2 separate regions of the Sus scrofa genome follow, and region 1 is linked to region 2. A link is a contact called in public Hi-C data. All regions are on one chromosome and are shown on one strand. Each heading gives the region's core, a stretch centred on a gene start, on an enhancer-like site or on the middle of the called end of the contact. The rest is flanking DNA. Distances are from core to core; before and after follow the strand shown.

Region 1 (3,412 bases), core at 294-2,793, 370 kb after region 2:
CACATTCCTATTATTGAAAACCAAATAAGCCAATTGGAACAAATTGTTCATTGGAGTCTGAGGACCAGCAGTTGCTTTCTAAAGTCTGCACCTCATGTCTGAGGCAGACCGGGCTATGCAATGCATAGCCAAAAGGGCCTGTCCCTCGGGGGAGGAGGGATCCACATTTGTATACTTCCTAAAAGCCTCTACTAGTCTCCCTTGGAAGACTGCAGGATTTTCATCCTGTCTCTGTTGGACCTCTCTCAACTTCTCGTAATTTACAGGTTTTAATGTAAGTTTCTTCGTAGCCTCTATTAAACAGTTAATCATATGATCCCATCTATCTCTATCAATAGAATTCGCGTGGTAGTTCCATTGTGGATCTGCCTCAGGAACAGCATCATTCCCCACACAGTGCACTACATGGCCCCGTCGGGCCTGGGGTGCCAGTTGGTCTGCATGGGCTCTGGCCACCAGTATTATACACTTTTTTCTCAGGGCTGCAGCAGTAAGATCTGAAAATCCCCCCATCTGAGAGCAAAAGATCTCACTAGTCAGGTAAACCCCTTTGTAAAGCATTCAGTATCCACAGAAAAACCCTAACCTGTTCCTCTGCCATACTTACATTAGACATTGAGAAAGGTACATGAATTCTAATAGTTCCCTGATTTCCTTCAGGAACTTCTCTCAGGCAAAACCGTAGGGGCAGTAGATTGGTAATTTAAACCAATGGGAGTGCTAGCTGGGCTAAGTATGGGCCTCTTGGGCAATTCCTGATATAAAGAAAAGGTTTCCAAATGTGCAAGGAACCTCTTTTCATCCCCATCTCTGTCAATAGCCTCAGCTGGAGGAGGGGCTCCCACCTCAAGGGTGGTTGGTGTTGGTGCAGCCAGATCCATTTCAGACCCAACCCCAAGGTGATTTCTCTAACTCCTATATTATCCAAATTCCACTCTTAGGTCAAAATCTACCACTCAATTTTGTCAAAATTTGCACTTACTATTTTAGATGTTATCCCTTCCAAGGTAGTCTTCCAACTAGGTATTAGTGCCTGAGAAATTGCCAACAGAAGGTGCCCCCAGCAGCATCCACGATGGGTGAGAGTTGGACTGGCTGCAAGCTGGGAATAAAGCATAGCACCCTGTGTCTTGACTCACTGAGGTTCAGGTCTTCATGTCTCCTTGCAGAAGGAATTCAGCAAGAGACAAAGTGATAGGCAGTAAATAGATTTATTAAGATAGGACGCTTGTGAGAGGTGCAAGTGGGCAGGCACGGAAGCTCTGCCTCAAGGAAAGTGCTTTTAATTAAAGGAGAAATTATAATGATAGACAACAGTGTCTTGGAAAGTATTTTAGAGTCAAGTGGTGCCTAAAACCTTAAGAAAGAGAAACTCAAGTCCTTGACTTAGCAGGGAGATGGAGAGACCACCGGAGGAAAGCTGGAGAGGAGGGTAGCTGCTTGGGAGTCACAGCCAAGGTGACACTGTGGTTGCTGGAACTCCCCAAAGCACTCTGACCCAATGACCTACTTTGTGCAGAGCTGGGAGTGCTGTAGATTACAGCACAAGCGGAATTGGCAGAGACCAGTCAGTGCAAAGCTCATTGTGTCTATTTGCCCCTATTTGAGGACTGTTTGTACTTTAACCAGTTAATTGGATTAACAGCAGCACTTGCCCTATCACAGGAAGCATGACTCTTTTCTCAGAGTAAAACAGGCATTAGTCTTGAGACTTGGCCAAACTCACTCCCCTAGGAAGCGGGTGGGAGGGTCTGACTCAGCTGACAACAGAAGTCCAGCCAGGAGGGCAAAGGACAGTGTTCTCAGGTCAAGGCAATCTGTGTCTGGGAGATCTGTTGCGACCTCCACTCCCAGCCTGCCTGGGTTTCAAGGACAGGTTTTTGGTGGTCAATGAGAAGACAGGAAAATGCCAGGCAAAGATCCAGCACCAGGCGAAGTACGGATAACTAGCCTGTGCAGTACTGACTAATGCCTGTGACCTTGATATAAGTATACATAGCATCCCCTTGCATCCTCAGTAGGGTCCTGCTTCAGACGAATAATTATGTCATTCTTGGAAGGGGATGCTTGGAATACCAGGAAAACAACTTTTGCACCAGGAACCAAGGCAGAAGCCATCTTTGCAAATTAAGGCAAGAGGGAGGAAGTAGGAAATAGGAACTGTGACCCAGGACCACTTGTGGTAGGAGGATGGCAAGAAGGCTTCCCTTGCAATTGCTGGGAATCTCAGAGTCAATATCAGTGACATCCACAGCAGAATGGCAGTAAGGTTCTTTGTCCTTATTCACAATGACTCCTGCAATCCTACCAAATGCAAGAAGGATCCTTTCCAAATACATGGGCAAGGCACTGGGCCATATAAGGCAGAGATTTCAAATTACTTATAATCTAATTGGAAGTTAAATAGTTATGAGTCTTTTAAAATAGTTACCAGTTTTAAATAGTAATCCAAGACAGCAACAGAATCATTATCACAACATGGGCCTGGTTAATTGTCAAACAAACTGTGTTAGCTGTGATTTTTTTTTATATATAATTGATTTACAATGTTATGTCAATTTCTGCTGTACAGCAAAGTGACCCAGTCATATATATAATACATTCTTTTCCTCATATCATCCCCCATCACGTTCTATCCCAAGATATTGGACACAGTTCCCTGTGCTATACAGCAGGATCCTATTGTCCATCCATTCTAAATGTAAGTTTGCAGAGTTCCTGTCACAGCCCAGGAGTAACGAACCCAACTAGTATCCATGAGGATGCAGGTACTATCCCTGAGCTGGAATTGTGGTGAGCTGTGGTGTAGGTCACAGGTGCAACTCTGATGTGGCGTTGCTGTTGCTGTGGTGTAGGCCAACAGCTACAGCTCCAATTCAACCCCTAGTCTGGGAACTTCCATATGCTGTGGGTGTGGCCCTAAAAAGACAAAAAAATTAAAAATAAAAATAAATGTAATAATTTTCACCCACTAACCCCAGACTCCCAGTCCATTTCACTCTACCCCCTCTCCACCTTGGCAACCACAAGTCTGCTCTCTGTCTATGAGCCTGTTTCTGTTTTGTAGATAGTTTCATTTGTGCCATATTTTAAATTCCACATATAAATGATATCATACTGTATTTTTCTTTCTCTTTCTGACTTACTTCACTTGGTATGAGAATCTCTAATTGTATCCATGTGGCTGCAAATGGTATTATTTCCTTCTTTTTTATGCCTGAATAGTATTCCATTGTGTATATGTACATATCTTTGGCTGTAATTTTTATGACAGTTCAGAGAAAGAGTAACCACTTCAGGTTGGGAAGATGGAAGAAAATTCACGAAAGATGTAGGACTTGCCATTTATTCCTTGTTACTTGTCAGGCATTTTCACATATGGATACTGATCTCTCCAAATAAATCTATGAAA
Region 2 (3,466 bases), core at 623-3,122:
TTGTTTGGTTGGTTGGTTGGTTTTACAGCATAGCTCTAGAAATTACAGTATGCATCTTTAATTTCTTGTAGTTTACCTTCAAATATTCTACTACTCCACAATGTACATAAACCTTGGACTTTCTTTGTGGATCTTGCTGTGTCACTGACCTTGATACGCCCCGTTGGCTCTCATGCATTATTGGCGTGAGTATTCTGAAACTCTATCAAGCCCATTTGTGAGTGGAAATAGACGAGCTACAGAGGCTCCACCAATCCATGAGCCAAGTTGAGAAAATGAGATGAGGGGTGATGTGTACCTCTTACAAATCCAGATAGCCGTGGGCCGAAGATTCCCCATGTCCCCTTCATGTCACTCTCTGCCCTTTCTCACTGGCTCTAATCTATGGCTGCTTCCCCAGACATCCTTGTCATCTGGCCTTGACTTGGCCACTGGGAGGCATTGGCTGAGGTTGCAAGAAAGAGAGAAATAAAGTCAGGGCATTTCCTCCCGTCTCCTTCTTCCAGCACTTTCTAGGCATCTCGCTCCACACAGCAACACCATTTCTGAGTTGAGAACCCACTCTTCCTCCCTCTGCACCTGGAGGCCTGTGGGTGTTGACTGTCCCCTCCTCAAACATTGCCCAACTTGGGATCCTAGACCATCCTATTCGGATTCTCCCATCTGCCTCACCTTTTGCATTCGATCCATTAAACCTTCCTCACTTTCATCTGCTTCCCTGGGGACACTCACTGACATTCAGCTGCTAAACAATGGCTCATGTTTAAAGTCATAAAAACCCCCTTTAAAAAATTCTGTTGGGAGTTCCCATCGTGGCTTATTGGCAATAAATCTGACTAGAATCCATGAGGATGCAAGTCCAATCCCTGGCCTCGCTCAGTGGGTTAAGGATCCAGCGTTGCTGTGTGCAGGTTGGATCCCACATTGCTGTGGCTATGGTGTAGGCTGGCAGCTGCAGCTCTGATTCCACCCTTAGCCTGAGAAACTCCATATGCCACGAGCATGGCCATAAAAAGCAAAAAAAAAAAAAAAAAAAAAAAAAAAAAATTAAAAATAAAATAAAAAATTCTGTTGTGTTAGTCTGCTTGGGTTGCCATGACAAAGCTCTCAGACTGGGGGTTTAAACAACAGACCTTTATTTTTTCATACATCTAGAGGCCAGAAGCCTGATGTCAAGGTGTCAGCAGGGTTGGTTTCTTCCCAGGCCTCCTTCCTTGGCTTGTCAACGGCCCTCTTCTCCCTTATCTTCACCTGCCTCTCCCTCTGTATGTGTCTACATCCATATTTCCCCTTCTTATAAGGATGCCAGTCATGGTGAATTAGGGCCCAGCCCCATGACCTTATTTTAACTTAACTACCTCTGTAAAGACTTTAGCTCCAGTGGTTCCCATCAGGGCTCAGTGGTTAACGAACCCAACTAGTATCCATGAGGATGTGGGTTCAATCCCTTGCCTCACCCGGTGGGTTAAGGATCCAGTGTTGCCCTGAGCTGTGGTGTAGGATGCTGCTCCGATCCCATGTTGCTGTGGCTGTGGTGTAGGCCAGCAGCTATAGCTCTGATTCAACCCCTAGCCTGGGAATCTCCATATGTTGTGCATGCGGCCCTGAAAAAAAGGCAAAAGCAAAAAAACACTTTAGTTCCAAATATTGTCACCTTCCAAGGTAATAGGAGTTGGGATTTCAACAGATGAACTTTGAGGGAACAGAACTCAGCCCGTAACACCTAGTAAACAAACAGACTTGGCTTGAAAATCTGTACTATTTTTTCCCATGAAAGTCATGCATTTCCTCAAACAACTCTTTGGTGAATAATTAACACAAATTGCTGGAAACCGTAACACAATGTAAACCTGAGTTGAAAGTAGCCTGAATGAAGAGACTGCAGAGTCGCTATGGAGCCTTTAGCCACAACCAGAGGCAATAACACCAAAGCATGTATGTGGTTGTACAATTTCCAAAGGAAGGGTCTAAGATCATCGATGGCAGCCAACACCCCAGCTAGGTGGCCTTGGATGCAGGCTTCACACAGCTTTTCTGTTTCCTCAGAGGCTCTGCAACCCGAACTCCACAAACAACTCTTCCACTAAGCGAGGGGAAGACTGATCATTCTTGCCTGTGGAACTAATTCTAAGGAGTGTATTTTTGTTTTTGTTTTTGTTTTGCTTTTTAGGGCCACACCCCCCGGCATATGGAAGTTCCCAGGCTAGGGGCCCAATTGGAGCTGTAGCCGCTGGCCTACACCACAGCCACAGCAACTCAGGATCCGAGCCACATCTTCGACCTACACCACAGCTCATGGCAACACCAGAGACTTAACCCAATGGGTGAAGCCAGGGATCGAACCCGAAACCTGATGCTTCCTAGTCGGACTCGTTTCCACTGAGCCACGCGACGGGAACGTAAGGAGTGTTTTTTGCTTACTTGCTTCTGAGGCTTTTGTACTTAGCTCAGTGGCCTTTCCTGCTTTCTTTTGTAGTCTAAATTTAGGTCCATGCAAATTATTTCCTTCTTCCCTTCTAGTTTTAAAAAATATTTATATAAAGACCTTAACGTATGGTGATCTGCTTCTTCGTTATGACTTCTATTGTGATGTCTGCGAGATAATTCATTTCAAAACCACTTCATTGTAAGATGTGTGATAAACATGTGTACATGTTAATTCTAATTTGTTTCCTGGGAGTGGTTGGTGTTTGAAGAATTCTTTTTTTTTTTTCTTTTCTTCTCTTTTTGGGGCCATACCTGTGGCATATAGAAGTTCCTGAGCTAGGGGTTGAATGGAAGCTACAGCTGCCAGCCTACACCACAGCCACAGCAATGCTAGATCCGAGCTGCATCTGTGACCTACACCGCAGGATACTTAACCCACTGAGCAAGGCCAGGGATTGAACCCACAGCCTCATGGATACTAGTCAGGTTCTTAACCCACTGAGCCACAAAAAGAACGTCAGTGTTTGAAGATTTTTAATCAGAAATGCCCACTCGGATTACTTAGCCCTTCAAATGTCATTTCCAAAATCCACACTGGAAGATTTGCTCATTAGCATGAGGGACAGATGTAATGGTTAAATGGTCAAACGAGTGGTTTTGAGACTGGTGATTGTTTAGGCACTGGGTGTACCGTTCCCATCCAACAGGAAGGTCCATGAACGTGGCATGAGAATAAGGCAACCCCGCCGGTCCCATAGTTCCTGCAGCACCAGAACCTCACCTGTGCCATGTGCTTCTACTCCCAGGAGATTCCTGCCGGCTGACGGACCACAATACTGGCTCGTCCTGGCATCTGAACATGATGGTGCCTGCCTCAGAATGGACCTTGCATCGACTGCTGGTCAGAAGTGACTCGGGCTGAGAGCAGAAAGGCCCTGAGCTACAAAATCATGTTGAATGACTTTCTGGACCTGCCTGTTAATAAATATTTGTACATTTTGTAGACTTGGTTTAATATTTGCTTGTTTTGTCATAAACC

The links. A called contact is a pair of places that touch in the nucleus more often than the background predicts.
Region 1: a contact with region 2 is called in a Hi-C map of liver, with 2.1 times the contacts expected there. The contact joins two enhancer-like sites. A contact is called at or near these places in 2 of 47 Hi-C or Micro-C datasets (liver and skeletal muscle).

Annotation. Positions count from the first base shown.
Region 1 is chr6:115,828,833-115,832,244 of Sscrofa11.1, forward strand. The region is part of intron 3 of LOC106510687 (a long non-coding RNA gene); the gene reads right to left. Among named protein-coding and RNA genes, the nearest start is that of RNF125, 27 kb to the right of the region's middle. Within about 2 kb of position 1,544, at least 10 of the 83 cell types and tissues checked have an H3K27ac peak or open chromatin away from gene starts, as enhancers often do. A contact at or near this core is called in liver, where this site is marked.
Region 2 is chr6:115,457,364-115,460,829 of Sscrofa11.1, forward strand. No RefSeq gene overlaps it. Among named protein-coding and RNA genes, the nearest start is that of TTR, 37 kb to the right of the region's middle. Within about 2 kb of position 1,873, at least 5 of the 83 cell types and tissues checked have an H3K27ac peak or open chromatin away from gene starts, as enhancers often do. A contact at or near this core is called in liver, where this site is marked.